2 separate regions of the Macaca mulatta genome follow, and region 1 is linked to region 2. A link is a contact called in public Hi-C data. All regions are on one chromosome and are shown on one strand. Each heading gives the region's core, a stretch centred on a gene start, on an enhancer-like site or on the middle of the called end of the contact. The rest is flanking DNA. Distances are from core to core; before and after follow the strand shown. Region 1 has its middle 6.9 kb from the start of MIR9-2. Region 2 overlaps LOC106998839 (a long non-coding RNA gene).

What was found. A called contact is a pair of places that touch in the nucleus more often than the background predicts.
Region 1: a Hi-C map of fetal cortical plate shows a contact between it and region 2, with 5 times the contacts expected there. The contact joins two enhancer-like sites. A contact is called at or near these places in 2 of 14 Hi-C or Micro-C datasets (fetal cortex germinal zone and fetal cortical plate).

The regions. Positions count from the first base shown.
Region 1 is chr6:95,083,424-95,089,392 of T2T-MMU8v2.0, reverse strand. No RefSeq gene overlaps it. Among named protein-coding and RNA genes, the nearest start is that of MIR9-2, 6.9 kb to the left of the region's middle. Within about 2 kb of position 1,757, at least 17 of the 40 cell types and tissues checked have an H3K27ac peak or open chromatin away from gene starts, as enhancers often do. A contact at or near this core is called in fetal cortical plate, where this site is marked.
Region 2 is chr6:94,819,714-94,825,767 of T2T-MMU8v2.0, reverse strand. All of the region lies in intron 1 of LOC106998839 (a long non-coding RNA gene), which reads right to left. Among named protein-coding and RNA genes, the nearest start is that of TMEM161B, 140 kb to the right of the region's middle. Within about 2 kb of position 3,792, at least 8 of the 40 cell types and tissues checked have an H3K27ac peak or open chromatin away from gene starts, as enhancers often do. A contact at or near this core is called in fetal cortical plate, where this site is marked.

The DNA.
Region 1 (5,969 bases), core at 508-3,007, 270 kb before region 2:
GTAATTGACTTTGCAATTTTGTTATTGTGTCACCAAGTGTCTCATAGTTCTTAACATGTAAGTGCAAAACAATGAGTAATTGCTGTTTTGCTGAATAATACATCTGAGTTGCCAACGTCAAAGGTATTATTTTGCGTATTTCTAAACAGGAACGTTAACTGCAGGTTTTGACATCTAGAATCTTTTCATGAAATACTTAGAAATAGGGCGATAAAATGATACCTGTAAAAGTAAATATAAAGATAGAACCCATTTATTTTCTTTACCCTACTTTATTATACCAGAAAATTAACATGGAAAAGTCACTCACTAATCAAATAATAAAGGATATAGAATAAACACAGTCATACAAAACAACAACAAAAATGAAAATTGGATAAAGGTTAAAAAAAAAAAAGATACAGGAAGACTTCTTCAGTGTCCTTGCTGAATATGAATGGGTATATTCACTAGTATCAATCCCTTAATGAAGTTACCATTATGCATAATAATGAGACAAATGCATTATTTACATTCAAAATGGAATATTTTCCAAAGTGACTTTTCTTTAGGTCACCTTGATCGGTAAATTTTCCACCACGAGAGTTCTTTGTGTTTATTTTTAAAATTAAAACAATTTTCTTATTTGGAAAAATATAAAATTCTAATTTGATTTTGTGTAGCCTGATGAAAATTAAGAAACCATTTAAATTATAAGTAAGATATATAGATGAATACATATAAATATTTTGAGATATTTTAGCATTTTAGGAATTTTGACTTTTTAAAAATGGAGAGATGAAGCCAAAGGTTTTATTTTCCAATGTGGCTAGAAAATGAATGACAGTATGTAACTGTCTTTGTATCTAGTTCTTTCCCATGAATCTATACATCTGGAAATGTCACTGTGGTTTCAGAATATCGATACCCTTTCCTCCCTAATGTGCTACAGTTAAGTAAAACACACTATAATATGTTGCATTTAGTGGGAGCTGGGGGTGGCAGTGGTGAGATGGGCGACACAGGACAAGGTGTTCTTCAAGACTGAGAACTAATTAGAATCAGTTATTGAGTAAAAAGATATCTATAATGCTGGGTCGATTGTTTTAACATGACTACTTCGAGATAGTTAAACAGGTCCTACAGCAATGGGGCATGTAAGGCAGTTCCTCAATGTCTCTGGATTTTAATGGATGGCTTTGTTACCCTGTTTTTCTGCTCATCGGTTTCTTAGCACAACTTAAACAACCTAGTACAGAAATCAGCAGAACCCTCTATTCCTATTTGCTCAGAGAACCCATTTCACCCCTTCTGGGAACTGTTCGACTTATTTGTGGAATTAATTCTAAGGTGGTGAATGGAAATGGAAAGTATATAGTTGTGATTGATGTTAAGGAATATTTATCTGCCCTCAATCAGGGCTGCGAGAGTTAGTGCACTTCCTTAGAAAGGTGATGACCATGTTTGAGGTGGGAGCATGTGGCTTTCCGCTTTTCAGCCAACTGCCAGACCACAGGGGGTAGGGCTTTTAAAAAGCGCAGATAATCGACTTTATTCAGGGAAATACGGAGTTTTGAGCCATATTTGTTCCAAGAGCAGCACATCACTATGCTTGATGGTTTGACTCGGTTTTAGCTGAGCGCGGGCACAGCGCATTCTGGAGATCTAAAAATAGCCAGGCTTAGCAGCCGCCTTGCAAGGTACTTGGCGTGGGCGGTGCACAGAGGAGACAGCCGACTCTGTGACTGGCTGCAGAAGCGGTTAGGCTAGGCAGTGGCAGCAGCGAAGGCGGCTGGCCCGCCGCGGGGCAGGACGACGCCTCCCGGTGACCGCCAACTGCCCGAGTCCTCCTGCAGCTGCTGCGGCTCGCGGCCCTCGCCTGAAAGCGGGCGTCTGATTGGTGTTTCCCGGGAGACGGGCTGCTCTGGCTGACGGAGCTGGTGCGCCGGCGCGCGCGCTCCCGGGTTGGCGCGCGACTGGGAGGCCGGGGGCGCGCTACGGCCCGGGTAGCAGGCTGGGAGGCGGCTCAAGTTCGCGCTAGCTCAAGTTCCCGCGCCCGCGCATGGCGCGTTGGAGGCTGCTGGACGCGGCGCCGCGCTGCTGGACTCGGCAGGGGCGGGTCGTCAGCCTGTCCTTTGCCTGGCACGCCGAGCTGCGTCTGCGAAGGCTATTCTGCTTTTGTTTTTTGTTTTAAATTATTATTTTCCTGCCTCTCGGCCCCTAATCAGCGACCTTGGTCACTCCCTCTGCGCCACCTCCGGTCTGCAGTTGCTTGGGAATCCCTGAGTTGAGCTTGTGAATGGGGGTGGCGTCGAGGTTTAGTCACTCCTGGACGTCGGTTAGAGGCAGGCATCTCCCAGCGGCCACCCCCTCCCACAGGGCCCCTTCCTCAGGCGGCACGCAACTTGGGTTAAGAGGGCTTTCTTTTGCTGACACTCGGTGTTTCTAGTTTTGCCCAGGCTTCTTCCCTGGACGTGATCAATATCATTGATAAAGATATTGTGTAACTCCCAACTCCTCCCTCCCCGCCACCACCACACACACACCGTTATTAACTTAGTGAAAAGCTGCTAACGGAAAGGGTCTCCCTGCGGGGAAGCTCAGGGGTGGGGCGGGGGCGGGGAAGTTTTGTTTGGTGGCAGGCGTTGGTGAGCGCTTGCCGCTCTGGGCCCTTCCCTGGGGCAACTCCCACTTCTACCCCCATTGCCCATTAGGAGCTCAGGGCGCATCTTACCCCATCATCAGATTTACTGGAAATATTAATCTCCTTGTTGGGTGGATACAGTAGAACTTGTTCAGAGATTACTTTAAAAAGAGATCTGGGTCTTAAGCACTTACTAAAGCCAGTTAATAACATCATGCATGGACATTTAAACTTGTTGTAAGTTGCAGAGAGGATTAGCGGGAAGTCACGCTGTGCGCAGCTAATGATACCATCTTAACTCTAACTGGGCTAAATCCAACTCGCCCGGCGCAGGTCCGGCTCTGCGGCCCTCGGGTGAGGCTAGGAAAGAGGGTCTTGGAAAGAGGTCTTGGAAAGAGGGATCCGCCCCGATCCTTACTGCGGGTGACGGTCACTGGTCCCGGGAGGCCGCGGGCGGTCCTGCTGTTGTGTAGGCACGCGCCCAGGGACGGGGTCCCAGGCCTCCCGGTGCACACGGACGCACCGCCGTCCTCGGGCTGAGCTTCAGTGACACCGAAGGGCACTGGCCAACATGTCAAAACAGTTTTCATTCCATGAACCAAAGGGGTCTATTGCAAGGTCTATTGCAAGCTCAGGTGAAGTCGTGGGACTCCAAAGGTAGTGGCTTTCCTGCTACTGGTCGATTTGCATTACAGAGGCCGTTTACTTTCAATTCCACTTTTACAAAAGTAGTCACGCTCTATTTCACAGGTAAATTTCGAAGCATTATTAACAACTTCCTATCATAGTCTTCCTCAACTACTTTCGATCTGATTACTGTTTTAAAGCAGTTTGCTACCACTTTATGACAGGGCCAATTAGAAATAATCTTCAGAAAATGCTTCGAAAATGCTGCGTTATTAAAACACTTACCTAACAATATTCATTTAATTCTGTCACTAAGTAGCTGTCTGACAGATTTCGTGTTTTCTCTGAGTTTCTTTTAATCGTCACTGGCCCTGGGAAAACAAGCTAACAGGAGAATTTTAACTGCAACCTGGCTCTTGGCTATTTAAAGTTTTAAATTTAAACTTGACAAGGTTAAGATGTTTATTTTTAATATCATCAATAGCTAATGGGAGATTGGAAAAAACTACAGATGCTAATCACCTTAATAATTGGCGAAAACCTGTAAAAGGAACCTCTTGAGAAAAGAGATGTGCATTAAAAAAAAAAAAAGATAGACAATAAATACTTTCTCTGAATCAGGCCACAAAAAATGATCTACAGAATATTACCCAGAATGTCTCTTAAATCTTTGTCTTTTAGGGAAAAGTATCTTCCTGTACACACAAATATATACATATGAGTGAAATTTACTGGGATGGAAAAATGTCTAACAAGTATGATTTAGAAATATTTCCACCGAATGAGTATCTCAAATATAATTAATTTATGTATTTATCAACATTGACCTAATTTAAAAAACTTCATATATTTGGAGATTAATACCTTCATGAAGACAATAATAGATGTAATATCATTGAAATTCAGAATCTATGGACTTACTTCCTGTCAGGGTTAGATCTCTCGTATAGTAATAATAAAAGTGTACTTAGTCCTTATTTTTAATTCAATGAGAATTATGAATTCTTGAAACTTGCATAAATATAACAGTCTTTGGGAGGAACTCAAATAATAGATTTTAGGCCTTATTTTTAGAAAGTACATAGTTTGTACACAGTTACTACCCAATATATATTACTTTAATGGATTGAGTTACTCTTGAAATATATGATGTACATACAAAGTTAAATTAGCATTGGCTGATGTTGGGAAGCTGAAGTTGAGGGTATTGAGTGGTTTGTGGAATAGCCTGAAAACTGTTTAGAAGCTTTAAATATGACAAATTCATGGCAAGTGGGTTTGAAATGGATGGAAGAAAAATAATCTGATAGGAATTCATCTCTGGGGTCTGTAATATATACCTCTTGAGTGGTTCCAGTAGTGAAAATACCTAGACAGCAAGGATATAGGAATTAATTGATAAATTTGCTTTTGCATTGTTTTATAAAGTAACTCTTAAGACACTTTGTAGGTATGTAGATTAATATAAAAATAAAAAGTTTAGCTCTCCCTAAATAAAGTTAAAAATTGCTGAGTAGCTTAGATTTCCACACTGAAGACTCATGCCCAATTATAGTCTAAAGTCTCAGTTTGCAGATATGACATGGGATTCCAGTGATTCAAACAGCACAGTACAAATACTGCATATATTTCTGCCAAATTTGTCTCAGATGGACTAGCTGCTAAGGAAGAATCCATAGCATGACTGAGCTAACACAGAGTGTGTTACCTCTCCAATAAGTAATCCCTCCATTTGCATGCTGTGCTCAATGACAGGAGAGAGGACTCGAATTTCTGTTATTTTTCTGGACTTTAGCTTAAAGGTCTATATTGTCAGTTCAAAATACATGAAGTGAACACTTTTTCGTTAGCCAATCGTTATTATTATGATAAAATTATTTTCTTGGTCATTGAAAATTTTTGGCTTTATTTATTAAAAGTTAACTAGCTTTATTTCATTAGAGATTGTCTAATTCCATTTTGATTTTTCAAATTGCATTTTATACTATAAAGAGCCCTTCTGCATAAAATACAGTTTGAAAAGAGAAAAATATTTATGCCTTTATCATTTTAAGTGATCAAATACTGTAGTGCTAGATATTAGAATATCATGTGCATCACTACATTATTAACTTAATCTAATGCTCGGAGTCATTACCACATTCATGGGTGTCTTTCTGATATCTCTCCAGTCCACTGGATTTTGAAGTGTGATTATGTAAATTTTCTACTGATAAATAAATGACTATAATTGTACTTGAAATACCACTCAAATTCTTAAGACCATGGCATCTAAATAATATATTATGCATTCCTTAATTATTTATCAAGACTAATTCAAAATAACTGTAGGGCAAAGCATTTATTTTTAAATAGCTATCCCTTTCCCCAATTTTTCTTTACAGGGTTAAAAAATATTCCAGATGGTGGAACTATAGGGGATGAGAAAAGGGTTGATGAGTGGAGTGAGTAAGCAGCAAGTTTATCCTTCAAGTAAACATATCTGGTTTGCCCAATAATACTCTTACCCTAATGCAATTTTTAAGGCATATGATCTTAATGTCAGTTCAGTAAGAGTATTTGATGATAGAAAAAAACATTTTTAAATGTTAAACATTAGTCCAGAAAATTCTTCACCATTATTTGACAAGGAAAATGGGAACAGTTAGCAAACAAAACATTTCACACATGGTTATTTTTAAAAGTTCTTTTATAAACATAGTAGGGAAATTGTAAAATT
Region 2 (6,054 bases), core at 2,543-5,042:
AAAAACTTGGAAAAATAAATATTTGTTGCTAATTTCATACATTTATTTTGGCATACAGCATAGTGATTATTAATAATTGTTCTCTTTAAAAAGTAGATCTACTCATTAGGGGGATTGGGTTTTTAAATATAATGTTAAGATTAGTGTAATTAAGTACTTTGAATTCTTAAATACTCATTTAACAACTCCAAAAAAAAAAAATATAAGTTGAATGCTTTTAAAAGTTCTTCAAAAACCATTGTCAGTTCTATTTTGTAAAATCTACTTCAAAAATTAGTCGACTACTGTGAAAGAAATGCTTTTAATAGAGAGATGAAAAAAAGCGGGGAGGAGGGATTCAGGAGGAGAAAAATGTCAAGTGAATCAATATGATTAATTAAATTAAATGTGGATTCATAAAGCTCATATTCACAGATTTACACAATATATTCACAGTGACATTTAAAACATGTTTGGAAATCCCTAAATAAAGTCCCACGTACATGAAGACATTTTTCATCTTTAAAAAATAAAAAAAGTATCTACGTAATAAAATCATATATCTTTACTGCTAACTACTATATATGTTAATAGTTCTTTGACAGAAAAACAATTTTCAGCTGTAAAACTTTTAAAGGAAAATATATCTAGTTTTGCTACTTTCTGAGAAGTTTATCCTTAAGCCTATCCATAATCTTGGCTACAAATATAGCATAAATACTTTTTCTTGTTTTTAATTCATATCAAGGTCGTTTTGGTGTTAAGCCATTAAATTTACAACTCTCTATGCTGTTCTTCTACTGGGTCACTAAACTGTTAAAACTTAGCAGGTCAAATATTTATAAGAATAAATGTTAATTTTTACAAGTTGTAAAATATGATGTAGAGGAAAAGAACTGGTTCTTAAGTTTCTGAAATATATTGCTTTAAAAAAAAAAAAAAACTCAGGCAACACAAAGACAAAAGTGATACCTTAAGCCTACTTGTAGAATTAATATGTCTGAATGATAAAAATGACAACAGGGTCTTTAACACAACATAACACCTAAAATAAGAGATTTGGAGAGAATATCCAGGTTCTGACAGTACTTACTGGTGTGATTTTTATGTAAGTCAATTTAACTTAAGAAAATTAATAGTCTTTAGGTATTAATTCTGAGTTGTTTATGATTACTCTGTCACAAAAGTCTATTAATGTTAGTGGGTTTCTCCTCCAATCCTGTGTATTTCATATTAGTATAAAGCCTTTTATTCCTGCTTTCATGAAGAGTATATTATATTGCTTTCACAACAATTCAGTCATAGCTCAAGCTATTTTAACAAATGACAATTTTTCCCTGTAAAAAAGGTTCCAAGATGAAGATTTTACATCACAGAGAAAATGGAGGAAAATTGAGAGAATACTTTATTTCCTTTAGTAGCTTGCTATTGATGATGAAAAACAAGGAAACAAATATAATTGGTAAAACAAACCCCAAAGGAAGTTTCAAGTATCTCAAATAGGGGAATATTCTTAGCTGTAAATAGCTCAATTTTATTTCTAGAACCCAAACTATGTATCCCTACCCACCCGCCCCCCACCACCACCAATCTTGCTTCCAATTTCAATACTTCAGCCTTATCAAGTAAACAAGCTATTGTTAGAATAGAAAATCCAGCTAAGGTTTGAGGGCTGCTGCCACGTCCCTCTCTTCCTAGCACAATTCGGTGCCAATAGCTTTTGGAAAAGGGAAGAAAGAAAGGTCTGCCACTGTGGTGCGTGGAAGTAAAGGGGCAGAGGGGCATCACTTCAATCTCTTGGCTCTGGCTCTTTCTCACTCTCGCATCTCCAGAGAAAAGAGATGCTCTTCATTCACAAAACAAAACAAGAAAATCTCTATAATTATTTTTGGCTCAGCTCCATTGAAATTCATTCTCCTGGAAGCGTCTCTGTTTTAGATTAAAACAATGCTTAGAATATTCATTCTCTGCTCCCCTTTTCTTGCTTTCTCTCTCACTACCCCTGCATGCCACCCACCCCCAACCCACCCACCCACCACCATTTTCCTCTTGCTTTCTCTATTTCTCAGTCTTGGTTTCTTTTGCTGTCTGCCCCTGCCTTTGGTTATATTTTTTCTTAATAGTACCAAAGTTAGGCCTCAGAGATTGCTAATACCAGTGCCTACAAGTGCCTACTCAAGGTCTCCATGTTTAATGTCATTTGTTCAATCTCCTCCCCTCTTTCAGTCAGGGAATTTTCCCAATCCTGTGTCACTGGTCATATTTTATGATTGTTGATTTGCTGATATAATGCTTCAAACCAAAAAATAGATCACTGCTTGTTTTATCCTGTTCAGTAAAATTGGGAATACAATTTACTTTCTCTTTCTTACAGACCTCTCTTCAATATCTAGTCCTCAAAAGATGAATAAAATCTTCGTTGTCCATAGTACATGGTAGTTATTAAATTTCAGCAGAAAAGCATAGAAAATTATTATTTAAAAAATCTAAATTTTACCATTTAGTCAGACAAAATTTAATGCATGAAAGAAGGATATAACTATACAAATTTTTTTTATCACTTTTAACCTTGATTTTTTTTCTTTACGGTAAAACTTTTGGCTCTTCTCTTTGCTAAGGGAAAACAATTTCAGCAAATGGAAAGTCGAATTCCTTTTCCAAACAAAGTTTGTGTGTACATATTAACAAAAGTTATTTGTGCTGTGAAATGTGGGGTCCTGTTTCCTGAAACAGTGGATTCATTTTGGAACCTACTACAAGACAATAATTTTATTTATAATGACTTACATCCTGTGGAATTCCAATTTCTCATACCTTTCAATTTTTGGTGACTGTAGACAAAAGTTGCTGATAAACCTTTTACAGAAAGAGGCGGATCTGATACCTACATTCATTAATATTAATGCATTATTCTGTTTCTTACTTTCTAATTGTAATAATGAATTTGAGTTCGTTTCAAATTCTTGGTTGTTAGCAAAGGCATCCAACCTTAGTACCCATCACCCGTGGAGTGCGCTTCCTATTTAGGGGTACATTTCTGCTCCTTTGAACAATGAATGTTTTATGTGGATACTGTATTCATATATAAGTAAGCCCTACCCTTCCTGCACCATCTTGACAAACAAAACAAAATCCTGACAGTTGCCTAGATCTGAAATGTCTCTAGGATTTCCTATATGCTCAACAACACAAAAGCAATTGTGTAAGCGTGTATTTAAAAGAGTTTGAAAATCCATTCTAAGACTTCACAAGAACTGATTACTGAACTCCATTTGGTTTACCAAATAAAGAGGAGAAAAGAAAAAAAAAAAAAGGAAAAGCACACACTGCCGTTAATTACACTGTAAACATTAAATATTCTTTCTTTCTATCCTTTGCCCTTTTCAAAAAGAAAGGTGGTAATTTACATGTACTGTGCCTCTTTCCTCTCATTGTTTTAATTCCTTTCCTTCTGGTTTCTTTTTACTTCTATAGAAAAGAGGTGGACATATTTGAGAAGATAGAAATGTTTACCTAGTACATTTGTACATTTTCTTCATGTAAAGAAAGAGCGTAGGCACCTTCTACTTTGTCTTATGACCTTTGTTAAGCCACTAATCTGGAAGCTGCATTTTAATTACAAAATATTGTAAAGGAATATAGTAGGAATACACAACCTTTGATTCCTAGCCAAATGAGAGAAGTTTAATAGCAATGTATAGTTGCAGGAATGGTTATGCTTGGGATCCATATGCATGTTCAACTCACACATTCAGGCAGTGCAATAAAGCAGGGAAAAAACAGCTGATACACAAAAGGGACCGTCTAGACAGTACCCCATCAGTCTGGCTAAATTTGGTGCTGGCATTCCCAACGGGATTGTAATATAATTGTTCTGGTGTCTGCGTTCATTCTCCCTGTCAAACACCATTCCAAATATACATCCTTCTCCCCCCAACCATTCTTGTTCCACAAATATGAAGCCCAAACTGTGCCATGTTGGAGAGGGTGTTAGATGGCTCAAGCCAAAGAAAACGTTATAATTTAGCAAAATCACATTGTTTAATTCCTTAAAAAAAAAAAAAAAAAAAAAAACCCTGTTACATCTTAGCTCCAAATAGAATTAATTTCAATCAAATTGTAATAATTTAAATTAAGAACATGGAAAAGATTTCAATGCAAATACAAACAACCTGAAAATATTCAGCACCTTAGATGAAAGCAAATAGGCCTTTTTGCTCCCTTATATTTATTAGCCTCTGTCAGAAAATTTAACAGAAATCAGAGACGTGAAAGTGTAATGATCGACATGGATCATAAATTCTAATGAGGAAAAAACCTAATGAAAAAAATGTTAAGCAAAAGCATTGAAAAAAGGCAAATTGTGTATTTTTTCTTTCTTGTGCTTAAAGCCATAATTTTTTTACTCTAAACACCTTACGAAAGTTGAAATTGTGATATTTATATATGAACAACTTCATAGTTTTGGCTCTTTATAAAAGAAACCAGCCATACTTACCCACAAATTTATAATAACTATCAATTAATATTTTTAAAATACTTTGGTTTAAAACACTGAGAAAATGGAAATCACTACTTACAAAACCGAATAAACCAAAAGGGACACGATTAAAATGAATAATACACAGATTATTGGCAAAAATATTTATAATCTAAAAACTTCCACAATGTTGAAATTAAAACTGTCAGATTCCTTTTTTTTTTAAAAAAGGAAAATTCAGACTTTAGGATTACCATATAATATAACCACAGATACATTTATTTTATTTTCTGTTTTAACATGTCACCTCTGGGCATTGCTTAGATATTAAAATTGGGCAGTAAACCTATATTTTAATCTTTTTTTAATTCCAAAAAAAAAAAATTTGGGGAAAGAAGCTGGGCTGTTTGTTTTGTCTTGTTTTATTAAGTGTAAATCTATGTTTGTACTTCTGATTTGGGAGGTTTAATAATCTTTTCCTTGATGCTGTAAATAGAAATTGGTCTCCCACCTCCCAGCAGTTTTGAGATTCTAGATTAGGAACCCAAGTGAGTGAAGAAATCTCCCAACCCCCATCAGGGACTACTCTAACTAAAGAAAAATCAAAGAAAATACTTCAGGCACTACATCCTGCCTTTATCCAACTTCAGGAGGCTGAGAGACAAACACACCAACCAAAACGGGGCACAAGCGAGAAATGGCTGTTCCAGAAAGAAGCAACACACAGTCTCAACTCGCACAAAGACAGAGCACCAATTACACAGAAAACCACAACCAAAGCAATCCAGAAACACTCAGATATGCTTTGGAGATGCCTTAAAATGCTCACGTGGAAAAGAAAGAGAAAATAAGTTTAAGAGATTGTATCCTTTTATTTTTAATTTTTAAAAATGTAATTAGTGACTTCATACTTTTCCTTTCTTTGTATAAAATTGCTATTCTGATGTGCACATGGGTGCTAGAAACAGTCATTAAAAAGATAATATTTGAGCATAGTGCCTGCCGGAAGCTGGGTATTTTGCTTGTGATTGTTTTTTTATTCGCTTTTATTTTACTTTTTTAGAATACATACATGGTATAAAGTGAAAGAAAGGCATACTGTAGGCCTCTGTGAGATGAGACAGCGTAGCAAAATCTGAGTTTTATACTTAGTTTTCAAACTATTGAATAATATCCTATGAGACCTCTTAGGTCTTAACTGGATTAAAATGAATATATTTGTGCTCCGGCTCTTTTCAGCTAACTAATGTACATGTGAATTGATAGTGTACGAGGGAGCAGGCGAGAGCAAGTGTATATGACACTGGGAGTGGATGCAGGGGCCAGGCCGAGTGTGACTGTGTGAAGGAGCGTGCAGGACGGTGTGGGCTGTCTGGACAGAGTGAGAGAAATGAAAATTAGCAGGCCTTGGGGTCTGGTGCGTTTTGTCCAGAACCACAAGAGAAGCTTAGTTGGGAGATGAGGGGGGAGGGGAAGGGTGTTGGTGAAGGGAGGGTGGAGAAGGAGGTGTGGCGTGTGTGTGTGTGTGTGTGTGTGTGTGTGTGACTCTGAGGTTTCAGTTATGGTTGAGCCTTGGGTTTTTGTTTTGGCGGTTC